Linked DNA regions of Hordeum vulgare: region 1 is linked to region 2. The links are chromatin contacts, called in public HiChIP or PLAC-seq maps. All regions are on one chromosome and are shown on one strand. Each heading gives the region's core, a stretch centred on a gene start, on an enhancer-like site or on the middle of the called end of the contact. The rest is flanking DNA. Distances are from core to core; before and after follow the strand shown. Region 1 holds the start of LOC123440859 (F-box protein CPR1-like). Region 2 holds the start of LOC123445404 (E3 ubiquitin-protein ligase BRE1-like 2).

The links. HiChIP or PLAC-seq counts read pairs in DNA pulled down with a chosen protein or histone mark.
Region 1: a contact with region 2 is called in an H3K4me3 HiChIP or PLAC-seq map of embryo, with 4 times the contacts expected there. The contact joins the promoter of LOC123440859 here to the promoter of LOC123445404 in region 2. A contact is called at or near these places in 2 of 6 Hi-C or Micro-C datasets (leaf and seedling) and 1 of 1 datasets of contacts at active chromatin or transcription factors (embryo).

The regions. Positions count from the first base shown.
Region 1 is chr3H:588,464,282-588,470,547 of MorexV3_pseudomolecules_assembly, reverse strand. It overlaps LOC123440859 (F-box protein CPR1-like), which reads left to right and starts at 4,129. Exons shown (of 1, transcript XM_045117402.1): 1 at 4,129-5,578. The coding sequence starts at 4,179. The coding sequence ends at 5,276.
Region 2 is chr3H:588,026,996-588,033,048 of MorexV3_pseudomolecules_assembly, reverse strand. It overlaps LOC123445404 (E3 ubiquitin-protein ligase BRE1-like 2), which reads right to left and starts at 2,425. Exons shown (of 19, transcript XM_045122380.1): 1 at 2,336-2,425; 2 at 1,223-1,384; 3 at 1,049-1,136; 4 at 704-934; 5 at 431-556. The coding sequence starts at 1,384.

The DNA.
Region 1 (6,266 bases), core at 2,880-5,379, 440 kb before region 2:
GTTCATGATCACGATGTTGTGTAATTAATGGTTCCTTCATTTGCTTACTAGCTAGCGCCGAGTTCTCTCTTATAGTAACTATCGTCGATCAAGTACGAGGAAAGAGAGGTCACTTCTCTCTATATATATAGTACTCCCTCCGTCCCAAAATAACTGTCTCAACTTTACAGTAGCTCTAATACAAAGTTGTACTAAGCTAGGACGGAGGTAGTAGCTAGCTAAAAAAATATGAAACCCCTAAAACCCTCAAAAAAAATCCTAAACTCATGGTTTGATGAGGCACGTAGTGCCATCATTCCACTACTTGTAAGAGACGATGTGTTGATTACTAGCTAATAAAGTTGTGGCGAAATGCTTAAAAAAAGGTGCGTGGTCCGAAAGGGCGTGAGTGGGTTCGAATTCCACTGTCAACAAACTAAACTTTTTCTCTACTATAGTAAATGTTTTCCTCTTTGATCTTTATTGTTTGTAACGTGATTCTTTTTCTTACCTTGGGCCAGTGTGATTCAGCTCGAGGCCCTGCTTATCAAGGCCTACATTATTATATTTTGGACCAATAGGAAAAAACCTATGTCTTTTTCTTTTTCTTTCTGTCAATCTTCGTTAGAAAATGCAGTAGACGGTTCTTTAGGAGAACCTTTTTCTTTTAGTTCACATGTTCTTGAGAATAGTGAATGATGTTGCCGCTACTTGTTTGTTACGCCCTCTTTTTTTATTTTATTTTTACTTTTAAGGTTGTGTGCATCCTTAATGGCTCGTTCACTGACATCGCTATACGGAAAATCCTATTTGTCACTCTGTGCGAAGCGGCATCGAGGCTTCGCACAGAGCGGGCGGGGGTTTGGGCTGGCCCAGGTAGCGAGGGAGCCTTGCCCAACGGTTTTTTCCGGTTTTGGGAAACTTCTAGAAGGTTCCCTGAACCTTTTTTTTCATTTTTTCATTTTTATTCTGTTTCTTTGTTTGTTTCTTTTTTCTATTTCTGTTCCAAAATTGTTTTGAATTTTCAAAAAATGTTCTGGAATTTAAAAATATATTCTGGAATTTGAAAAAATGTTCATGATTTTGAAAAACTGTTCTGAAATTTGTAAAAATGTTCCGTATTTTTAAAAACTGTTCTGGAATTTGAAAAAATGTTCCGAATTTTGAAAAAATGTTCCGGAATTTGAAAAAATGTTCCGCAATTTAAAACTGCTCAAGATTTTGAAAAATGTTCTGGAATTTGAAAAAATGTTCCGGAATTAAAAAAATGTTCTGGACTTTAAAAAAGTTTTATTCAAATTCTAAAAAAGTTTTTTGCTTTTAGAAAAATGTTCTACATTTTCCAAAAAAATCTGGAGTTTCTAGAAAAAAAGCAGAAAAAAACTATAGTCATTGTGCACCTACTGGGCCGGCCCAGTCGGGGGTCGCCCTGTGTGAAGCCCCGACTGGTTGCCGCACAGAGCAACGAAAAGGAAGTCCCGCGCTACACTGTATTTCTTGGGCGGGCCAACGTGAAGAAGAAATCGTGGATAAGAGATGGGCCAGACCACTTGGCAGGCTAGTTTGGCAATTTTGCAGCTAGGCAGGGCGGGTCATAGTAGAGGTTGACCCCAACGTAGCTTTGCCATTGGGCTCGACTAAGTCTTCTTAAGGCTGCTCATAGTGGGAGTAACACATAGTAGTATCATGCATATGTTACTCTTGTATGATACTACCTTCATAGTGCATAGTATCATAAACTAGTATCATAAGTGTTCTCATTTATTGACATGCATGACACATAGTAGCATGGCATTTAACACGATACGGTATCTACATATGTTACTATAACCATCTCTCTCTTATTTAATTACTTGCCACATTACCATGTTTGCTAGTACCAAGACAATGTTACTAGCTATGATACCCGCACTATGGCCAGCCTAATGTGTCATTGCAGAAGTTGGGCGTTATTGGTATCATCTTAATATTATTATATTGCACCTTTAAAAAAAAGATGAGAGCTTAAACTTGAGTTTTTTTGTACTTTGCGAGAACCCCTTAAGATATTGCGTTCGGAAGGAACATAAAATGGCAAAAAGGAAAAGAGGAACTTGGAGATTTCTTTATAATCTAGCTAAGTACATTCGTATTGCTATGGATAAAATAAATTCGAACACCCAAAGTGTTGCTACGGGTAAAATTAGAATAGGCTGAAACACAAAGTTAAGGCACGAAAACATCAGGCCTACATCAAACAGATGCAAGATAGCGATAGTAGCATAAAAATGTATACATTTACATTCCCAAACTTGTTATGGAACACAGATAATAAAACAAGCTTGCAGTAGAATGTCCATTGATGTGCCAAGAGTTGAAGAACCTCAGGGAGATGGCTAACACATGAGATATTCCCATAGTGATCGACAGTGCGAGTTATTTGACCCTCATGCCTTCTTGAGCGATATGGCCACCATTGCATCCTGGGCAAGCACGTACTTCAAGTTTCCCTCTAGGCTCCATTATCGCTCCCCAATCCTCCCGAAACTCATCCATCATTTCTCCACAAATGCCGCACAATTATGGACTCAAACGCGGCTCTCATCTTGCTCACAAGCATGCTTGCTTGAGGGAGCATTGGCCTTATCGATTGTAGGGCCAGGTACCCACATCTCCATGAATGAAAAAGGAGCCCTCTTCTTGAATGTTCACCCATCATCTCCTCACTAGAAGTCGAACATATGGTCCGCACTCTTTGCTTTTTCTGGTCACTTTAAGGGTGAGTCGTGAGTCTGTCATAACTAAAGCCTCGAAGAAGATGCCTAGAACATTACTATGAAGAATGGAAGACGGTGCCAAAAACTATCTATTTCTTTACTTGTAATGAGTTGTGCTTCTTAGAAGTTGTGGTATGCCATTTTGCAAAAAAAAAATTGAGATTGGGAAATGATTTCGATTTATCGCTATGTCATTTTGTGAGGACCAAGAATTGTTTACTATTCTCATTTGATGTTATATCATTTTGTGGGAATTTGAGAGCTTATTTGGTGATGTGCACTTATCCTTTGTCACTTTGTGAGAATTCAAGAGCTTATTTGATGTTGTGCACTTCTGCTATGTCATTTTGTGAGCATTTGAGAGTTTATGTGAATGTTCTTCAATGTCGTATGTATACGTATTGAGAGAACACAATCGATATCCATCGGGTTTGGACATGGCCATAATTTTCCGCCCATGAATTCTTTCATGGACGGGTAGTGAATGTTTCTTGGATCTGGGTATGAACTTGAGATTCGTCAACCGAAACCGAGCCCAGCCCATTGCCATCTTGACATATGGAATGGACATATCATATCGCTTTATTTGTCTTCCAATTTTTTTCATATAATTTCTCCTTTTATTAATTATGATGGCATTTTATAAGTGATAATTATGGTAGAAAAAAACATGCATTAGACAACAATGAAAAATCAAAGAGCTTCTTCTATTATAGAGAAGAAAGAATAATGTTTAATACTCCATCCACATTGGTTTGTAAGTATTGCATAGATTTTGATAAAAACTTTGACCATTAATGTAGTCAAACAAATATGAGTTATATTCAACAAAAAATATACGATTTAATTGTGAATATATTGATACAACTCTTTGACATGCGCACAATACTTTGCCGCAAAAAAAGTCATTCACATAATTTTTTATTGACCATATTAATGATCAAAGCTTTCTTTGAAATATCTATGAAACTTACAAACCCGATAGGAGAGAGTATTGCCTCTCAAAATGATCCTAGAGGACCGGTACCTTGGATTCTTGGGCTCTGTAATGCATGAAATTTATCAAAAGTAATCATTTTAAGAAGTTTAGAAATTTGAAAAACCATCCCACATGTACATGTGGGCTTGCGCTACATATTTTTAAAGTTAATTATTACTGTTTTTAGTTTGTGTGATATACGAAAACTTAAATGTGTGGATGTCTTCTTGTTAGGTGTAAATGTAGGAAATCCATTATATAAAACTGAAAACTTCTCAAAATCCAATGCTGTCCACAAATCTCAGCCCAAATGCGTGCATGGTTCTGACACAGTCCAGGACATGCCCAGATTATTTCAGAATGAGCCCATCTCAGCCCAAATGCAACCGCAAGAAAGACCAACATCTCCGTCACAGTCCACCGCGGATCCAGATTCCAGTCTCCAGAGCTCCTTGCCGGCGGCCATGGCGGCGGCCGCAAGTGCAGCAGTATCGCCTCCTCCACACCATGGCCTCCCGGACGAGATCTTCATCTGGGAGATCCTCGTCCGCCTGCCCCCGAAAGCCCTCCTCCGCTGCCGCGCCGTCTGCCGCGCCTGGCGCGCCGCCACATCTGCCCGCGACTTCCTCCTCGCCCATCACGACCGTCAGCCCACCCTCCTCTTCCTCCACTGCTTCAACTTTGTCGGCGACGAGGTCGACTCCCTAGACATCATCTCCTTCGACCACCGGGCAGGGGTCGCCGCCGCCGACCAGCTCCAGACCGTCGCACGGCTTGGGCACGCCTTCTTCCGTCCGCTGGCCTCCTGCGACGGCCTCGTCGTCCTCGCCAAGAACTACGCCCGCTTCTCCATCTGCAACCCGGCAACTCGTCAGTATGCTCCCCTCCCGCTGCTTTCTGGCTTCATTTTCTTGGGGATGTACCCGCACGGCGACGGCGAGTACCGGCTATTGCTGGGACCTGAGGCTCAAGATGGCTGCTTTGTCTACACATTAGGCTCCGGCGAGCCCCCCAGGCACGTAGACATAGACTGCCCCGCTGTGGCGGAAGAGGATCTGATATACCCCTCCGGATCTGCCCTGTTCCATGGCAGCCTGCATTTGTGCATAGGCAACATGATAATTGCATTCAACACCACGGCTGAGTCGTTCCGTGAGATGCGCCCTCCAGTTGATCCTTGTGGAGCTGACCTGTTTGAGATGGATGGAATGCTTGGAATGTCCATCTGCAACGAAGCGACGACATCCATTGATATATGGAGGACGCAGGACTACGAAAGCGAGGTCTGGGCCTTGAAATACCGGGTTGAATTGCCGGTTGCAGAGTTTGGAAACTTTAGCATACATTGGTGGGTGGTGGTCGTCTCTCCAGATGGTCATGTGCTTGTGCTAGTCAAAGTTGACGACCGGCTACTTCAGATTGACGTGGATGGCAAGCTGGTTGCCAGTTTCCATCGCAGAGTCCTAGGTCCTCCACGACATCAGCTCAAACAAACTCTAGTTCCACATACATTGTTTCCGGAACTAGAAGGTTACGTTGTGAACTCTTTGCCTTTCCTTTGACCAGATGATTATTTTGCGAACATTAGCATTTCATCTGATCTGAGGGCAGTTGAGTGTGGTGCTGCTGCTTAACGGCCTAGCTATCTATATCCACATGAGCTGCAGTACGTATTAACTGAATCTGCTATGAGCCTGCTAGCTTCTTTTTTGATGTATAAGAAGTTCTGATCAAGAAGCTTTGACTGTTACATTATGCGTTATGTTTCGTTGAACATCCTTTTGTGCTGAAGTGGCTTCCTAGTGTTGATGCTAAAATTACAAATCATTTGCACTGTTTGAAATGGTTTCTAATTGCGCTGACTCATGTTTCTGTTCTCTTGAACCGAACAATGGACTACACTATTTTTGTTTATATTATATTGTGGTCTTTATAGTGGTCAATAGTTGGTAATCTAGCTGCCTCTTGTATCTGTTTGTTGAACTGAAAAATTGACAGATTATTCCCCTTGTCGGCTTGCAAGTTGCACCTGATTCTTTACAAGAGTTTGGAGTGCTAGTTAAATTGAAGATTGCATTATAATTCTGGACTTCTGGATAGGTATTGAAACATATTATAGCGCCTTTGTTGCTAGCCATTTTTAAGGAACCAATGGTTCATGTGACGTTCAATCTTACATATGCTCGAGAAATGAAACTTGGTACTGTTGAGCGGAAGAAAGATTTATCATGGTCAGGCTCAGGTCCAGATTGTGTTCCCCTTTAGACTACCAGCCATATTTTTTTTTGCTATGACATGCACAATGCATATGAATTGGGTCCACTGAATGATTGCATTATAGTCAACTTTCAAGTAATGTTCTGGTGCAGTTCATTTTTATTCATGATTCCATTGTATCTGGTTAGGTATTGAAACGTTACACCTCTGCCCTTGTGTTGCATCGTTTTGAAGGAATCAATGCTTTATGTGATGTTTGATCTTAACATAAGCTCAAGAAATGTTGTACTGATGGGCAGAAGAAAGGTTTATCATGGTCAGGCTCAACACCGTTC
Region 2 (6,053 bases), core at 1,176-3,675:
CTTTTTTTAATATATATGTATACAATATACAGCCCAATAGGCTTAAAAATAAGCCCACGAAGCTAAACATATGCGGCACATCGTGTTAAACGGGTCAACAGGACGGCCCGTTTAGTAACCGGGCCGTGCCTGGGCCTGGAGGCGCAGCCCATGGGCTGGCACGGCACGGCCCGATTACTAAACTAGCCTCGGCGGGCCGTGCTCGTGCCGTGCCGGGCCGCCCGTTTGGCCAGGTATGATCCTTACCGATTGGTACCGAACTCAAACCCCAATCGAGATTGGGATCGAGATTGGGGTTTGGGCTTCGGAGGGTGGTTTAGTGAATCTGGTAACTACGGGGAAGATAATAACTATGAATGCCCAGATATGCACACGAGACAAAAATTTAACAAATGTACCAAATGAGGAAAGGAGTGACATTTTTTAACACCTGAAAGATGCTTGATTTCCTGCAATTCTTTTGAGTAGCTGCTTTTGAAAGCCTCAATCTCATCCAGATACCTTTTATGCTTCTCATTGACGATGGAAATAGCTTCACGGACATTGCCAACAACCTCTTTCAAGTGATCATTATGGTTTTGAAGGGCAACAACAACATCTAAATTAAATAATGAAAGTTCAAGCAGATGGGTAATTAGCAAATAATGTAGGTGTACTGCAAAGAAATGGAGGGGAAAAGCCAGATATTACTTTTTGTCTTTACCTTCATTTGACTTCTCTCCATTTAAAGCTAATGACAAATGTTCACTTCTAGCCTGTTGTGCAGCAATAGCCTCTTGAAGGGACCTCATCAGAGCAAGAGTTGCCGAACGGCGCAAAGCAAGAGCTTCTTCAGCGAATTCCAAGAAGCTATTGTCATCCTTTTTTCCATAATTGTTGGACTTCAAGAGCATGAAGAGAAAAATCTCCTCGGAAGGACACGACTCGATAGATTCTGAGCAATGAAAAGGAACACACAATCAGCTAAGGCAACATCGCTACTGAAACAAAATAGAACATCTCAGAAAGCAACATTTATTTAACAGCTATAAACAAATCAGCCAGCAACCTTCTGACAACTCTTCATGGTCAAGTGCAGGCAAATTGTTCAAGCCGCCACCAAATCTAACTCCAAGCAGGATTAAATCATCAACAAGCTATAATTAACATATATTAGTAAGAAACATTACGAGCCGGAAAAGAACCATAAAACAGAGTTTACACGAGACTCGGAGGAAAGAACCTGATTCCACGTCTTATCCAGGGAAATCAGAGTGTTGTCGTAAGAAGATTGTTCATTCCTCAACTCCTTGAACTTAGCTTCCAACACATGCATTTCAGACTTCTGCGCTTCCAATTGCTGCACCAGCTTCTGGTTTTCATGTTGAAGGGCTGTGGCGTCCATCTTTAAAAGAAAAGCAGAAAAGTTAAGTCCTACAACAGGGCACGGAAAAGGAACGGTTTTACACATGGATTAGTCCACTGACCAAACTTCAAAAATTAATTGACCAATCTTATGGACGCAAGTATTCAGTCAGCCTTGTCGGTTTGCTAAATTTTCTAACCAGATTGTAACGGAAATCGCCATTTTTAGGCTGGGAACGGTTGGCAAGCCCCCTACGAGTCAATTAATCATGCACAGAGAAACAGAGGAACAGAGGTTCGATTTAAACTTTTGCTATCATACTAGTAGTATGTTATAATATTGACTAACGTTTTGCTCCATTTGCAGTTTCAGGAACTGCCAGATAGTACCACTGAGGCCATGGTACGAGGCTCAGTTATTGGAGACAACAATTCGAGCAGCAATTTATATATAACAGCATAATGGATTAATGGACAGAGCTTTGAATTTAAGTGCTTCCTAAAATTGTCCACTGGGACAAGGCACTATGGTGTATGGCACCATCCAGCAACTAGATTCGCACATGGCGCATATATCTCCATGAATTGGGAGCAAAAGCGAGCAGAAACAGGAGCAGCCGCGCGTGGGGCAAGAGAGGCCTGCGGGCAGAAGCGGGTGGCGCCATACGCGGGGAGCAGCAGCAGGTGGGGGCGCCGTCAGAGAACGAGATGAAGAGCCGCGGCAGGGCGAGGGGGAGGGGGGCAGCTCCTCGGAGAAGGGGGGAGGGAGGAGAGCTTGCCTGCAGGTCTCCGCCTCCGTGAATATGATCGCCGTGAAGGGGGAGGTCGCCGCCCCCGCCGCCGCCGCGATTAGGGAAGTCGGGAGTAGGGAGAAGGGGAGGGAAGAGGGGGGATAGAGAGAAACTGGTAGGAGGGGAAACTGGTAGGAGGGGAGCTTAAGCTAGACCCGAGACAGGGATAGAGAGGGGGGGGGAGTGGGTGCAGGAGTCACCTTGCTTGGAGCGCCGCCGGCCGCCGGGACGCCGCCGCCGCCGCACGAGAGAGAGAGAAAGCAGCTACTTTCCCGTGTGTGCGGGGAAGCGGTCCGATCCGGGTCGAGTGACCAGACGCGGTGCTGGGCCTTTTTCTGTCCCCGCGTGGGCCTGCATCGAGAGGGCCCAGGACAGGCCCGTAAAAGCCCAGAAATTGGTGACAGAAGGGGCCCACATCCCGAGTCCCAAGTTCAATAAAAGTGCCTCCTTTGTCTCAAAATAAAAGGTGTCACCCACGGTTACCTTACTCCAGGGGCTTCAAGGTTACCACGATCGACTCCAAAGCAGAGGCGAACAAAGAGACAAATATAGAAAGGAGAACGACTGTAATCAGTCGGATGATTTCCTTGTTAGTCAGCCGCGTGAGTGCCGCTTGATCGCATGCGATCATCTGGTCCTGAGTGCGCGTGGACTACCTCTCTGTCTGTCACGTGATTTAGCTTGCCCATCTATGATAGCTGCGTAGCGTCTAACGCCCTGCTCGCCTAAAGTTATTATAGATGCGCATGTCTAGCCTGTTCATCTAAAGGCTCCTGATTTAGCCTGTCCACTTATGATAATTGCGTAGCGTTTAACCTTCTCATCTAAAGTTATCGTAAGTGCGTACGTCTAGCCTGCTCACCTAAAGGTACGTAATTCCGTTTCTTTTTCTACTTCTATCACATCACACATAGCTTTGCCACGTATGCTACAAATAACCGTCCAAATGATATGTTCAAAAAACAAAAATCTTAAGATGAAACACATAGCAAGCACCAAACGAGGGTTTCAACTCCATTTTGTAGTCGGTTTATCATGGATGTTTGTTGGATTTGTTGGATTATACTAGTAGAAAAAGGACATGTAGTCCCGGTTCTCAACCCCCTTTAGTCCCGGTTGGGCAGACCGGGAATATAGAGTCGGAACTAAAGGTATGATCCTTTAGTCCCGGTTGGGCCTATCGGGGCTATAGATTCGGGACTAAAGGATCATCTTTAGTCCCGGTTGTGTGACAACCCGAAGTAAAGGTCCAAGCGAGGGTTTCAACTCCATTTTGTAGTCGGTTCATCATGGATGTTTGTTGGATTTGTTGGATTTTGCAAAGGCATGTCTTAGAAAAGCCTCGTGCGCTATAATTAAGACAGTAGAAGTTGCTTAAAATGGGGTGTTTCAACTCGAGAGAGAGAGAACGACGAACTTACACGTGCCCTGGGAAACCTGAACACGGAGGACGAACACCAGGAAAAGGCGTTGTTTCGTGGGTTCAGAGGTTTTCGGAGTGGAAGAACACCTATAGAAGCCATCAGAGGAAAAAAGAAGCAGGATGCAGACCGTATTCACAGAGTAGAAATAAGTAATGAAGAGTTATACCGCATAGTAAAGCGCCAACAGGAGCAACTGGACACAATTAGCCAACAAAGGGCATCTTCGCGGCAGGAGCAAGCGGATCTAGCATTCGATGATACTGTCGTCCCATCTATGCGGAAAAGGAGCATGGGTTCCATGGGGGTCCTGGCCGATGATGCACTGCTGGCTCGCTACCCCGTGGATGATATCAAAGAGAGGACAAGTTGTGAGCTACACCGGAAAATGGGGAACATATCTATGAAGGTGGCTGTCGGCTTTGCTATACCAAGTGCACGTGGAGCAACCAACCATGGCAATCTGATTCCAGCTTACTATGCTAAAGTCGTGCTGGATTAAGTTCTGCTAGGATATGAGTCACTAGAGCTTGACATTCCTCAAGGTGAAGGGGAGGAGAGACTAGGAGATGTCGCACATTGTGTCATTTTTTGGAGAAAGGAATGCATCGTGTTTCCAAACTCGGCGCCAAGGCCACCGACTCCTCCGAGTAGCAATACACCTCGATCTCTCCCACGTGAGCCGACTCCACCCCACGTCGATATCATGGAGCCCAGCACGACTCCACGTCAATCTCCACTGCCTCAACCAACTCCACCCCCTATGTCCTAGTAGGGCCAAAAGCGGAAGACCGCCGCTTCCTCGACGACTAATCATGTTCAGAAGAAAGCTAAAGAGCCTGTTGCCAAAAATAAGTTATCTTATGATATGACTAACGAGGAACTGGACGAGGTCATGGCTTTCGAAGTGAAAGCCCATTTTGCACGAATCCGCCCCCGCCGCCAAAGGAGAAAATATCTGAGAAAATCATAGACCACTTTCAGGAATTTCTTGAGTGACCTCGTCACATGTGGCGAATAGGCCATCACACTATGACCGTTCTGTTAGGATATTACATAAAAAACAAATGCAGGAGTCGAGACCTACACATAGTAAAAAAAAAGGAAAACAATTCCCCGGCTCGGAGAACAGGTAATGCAATCGATCTCCCCGCCACTACAAGAGATATGTCAACTTGTGACCTTCTCTTACTCACCCCAGCTTAAATCCACGGCTATTTCGCTAGGAAGGATCAAACCCTGAAATTGCCTTACACCAAATGGTCATAAAGAAGACAACAATGGTCGACGACCTTATTTCTACCTGAATACGACCAATATAAATGGTCATGAGTTTGTAACATGGATGCATTGGTACTTAAGGCCACCTCCTTTTTATATGTATACAAAAAATGTACAATGTGTAAAACCAAATATAGACATCAAAACTATGTATGAAAAGATGTTTGTTGTTGGGAATATATGAAAAGATGATAATCATGTATTTAAAAAATGTTAAACATATATAAACAATCCATGTGAGCTCACAATACAATCTTATTTGTTTCTGGTAATATTTTCAGTCACTGAAGCAACTATATTTTATATTGCTGAAAATTTACGAGGATATGATCCTGCCCATAGAACCTCCCTCCATCAAATTTTAGCTCATTTACTTTATCCAATTTCCCTCAATATTTTTCCTAATTTTCTGTTCAGTGGAGAGCATTGTGAAGGAAGTACCCGTTTTTACTTATCCAAATGGTATGAAATTTTTACAATGCCTTCATATGCCCAAATTATTATCCTTCTCCAAATTGCAGCTCAATCCAATCAAATATGTGAGCCCATCATCAATTTCTATTTTTTGTCTAGATTGACACATTGTAAAACAAGTGCTATCTATATGCACTACATTATGAAACGAAGGGAGTATTAAGTTTCATGCGAAGTTTTGGCTGCCAATAACTTACTTCATATCTTCCTTTTGGCTTCCATGAGTGAGCAATGAATCATGAGCTAGTGTTGGGGAACATCCGATGGGAAACAAAAAATTTCCTACGCGCACGAAGACCTATCATGGTGATGTCCATCTAAGAGAGGGGATGTGTGATCTACGTACCCTTGTAGACCGTACAGCAGAAGCGTTAAGAAACGCGGTTGATGTAGTGGAACGTCCTCACGTCCCTCGATCCGCCCCGCGAACCGTCCCGCGATTAGTCCCACGATCTAGTGCCGAACGGACGGCACCTCCGCGTTTAGCACACGTACAGCTCGACGATGATCTCGGCCTTCTTGATCCAGCAAGAGAGACGGAGAGGTAGATGAGTTCTCCGGCAGCGTGACAGCGCTCCGGAGGTTGGTAGTGATCTAATCTCAGCAGGGCTCCGCCCGAGCTCCGCAGAAACGCGATCTAGAGGTAAAACCGTGGAGATATGTGATCGGGCTGCCGTGGCAAAGTTGTGTCAAATCAGCCCTAAAACCTCCGTATATATAGGGGGAGGAGGGGGGAGCCTTG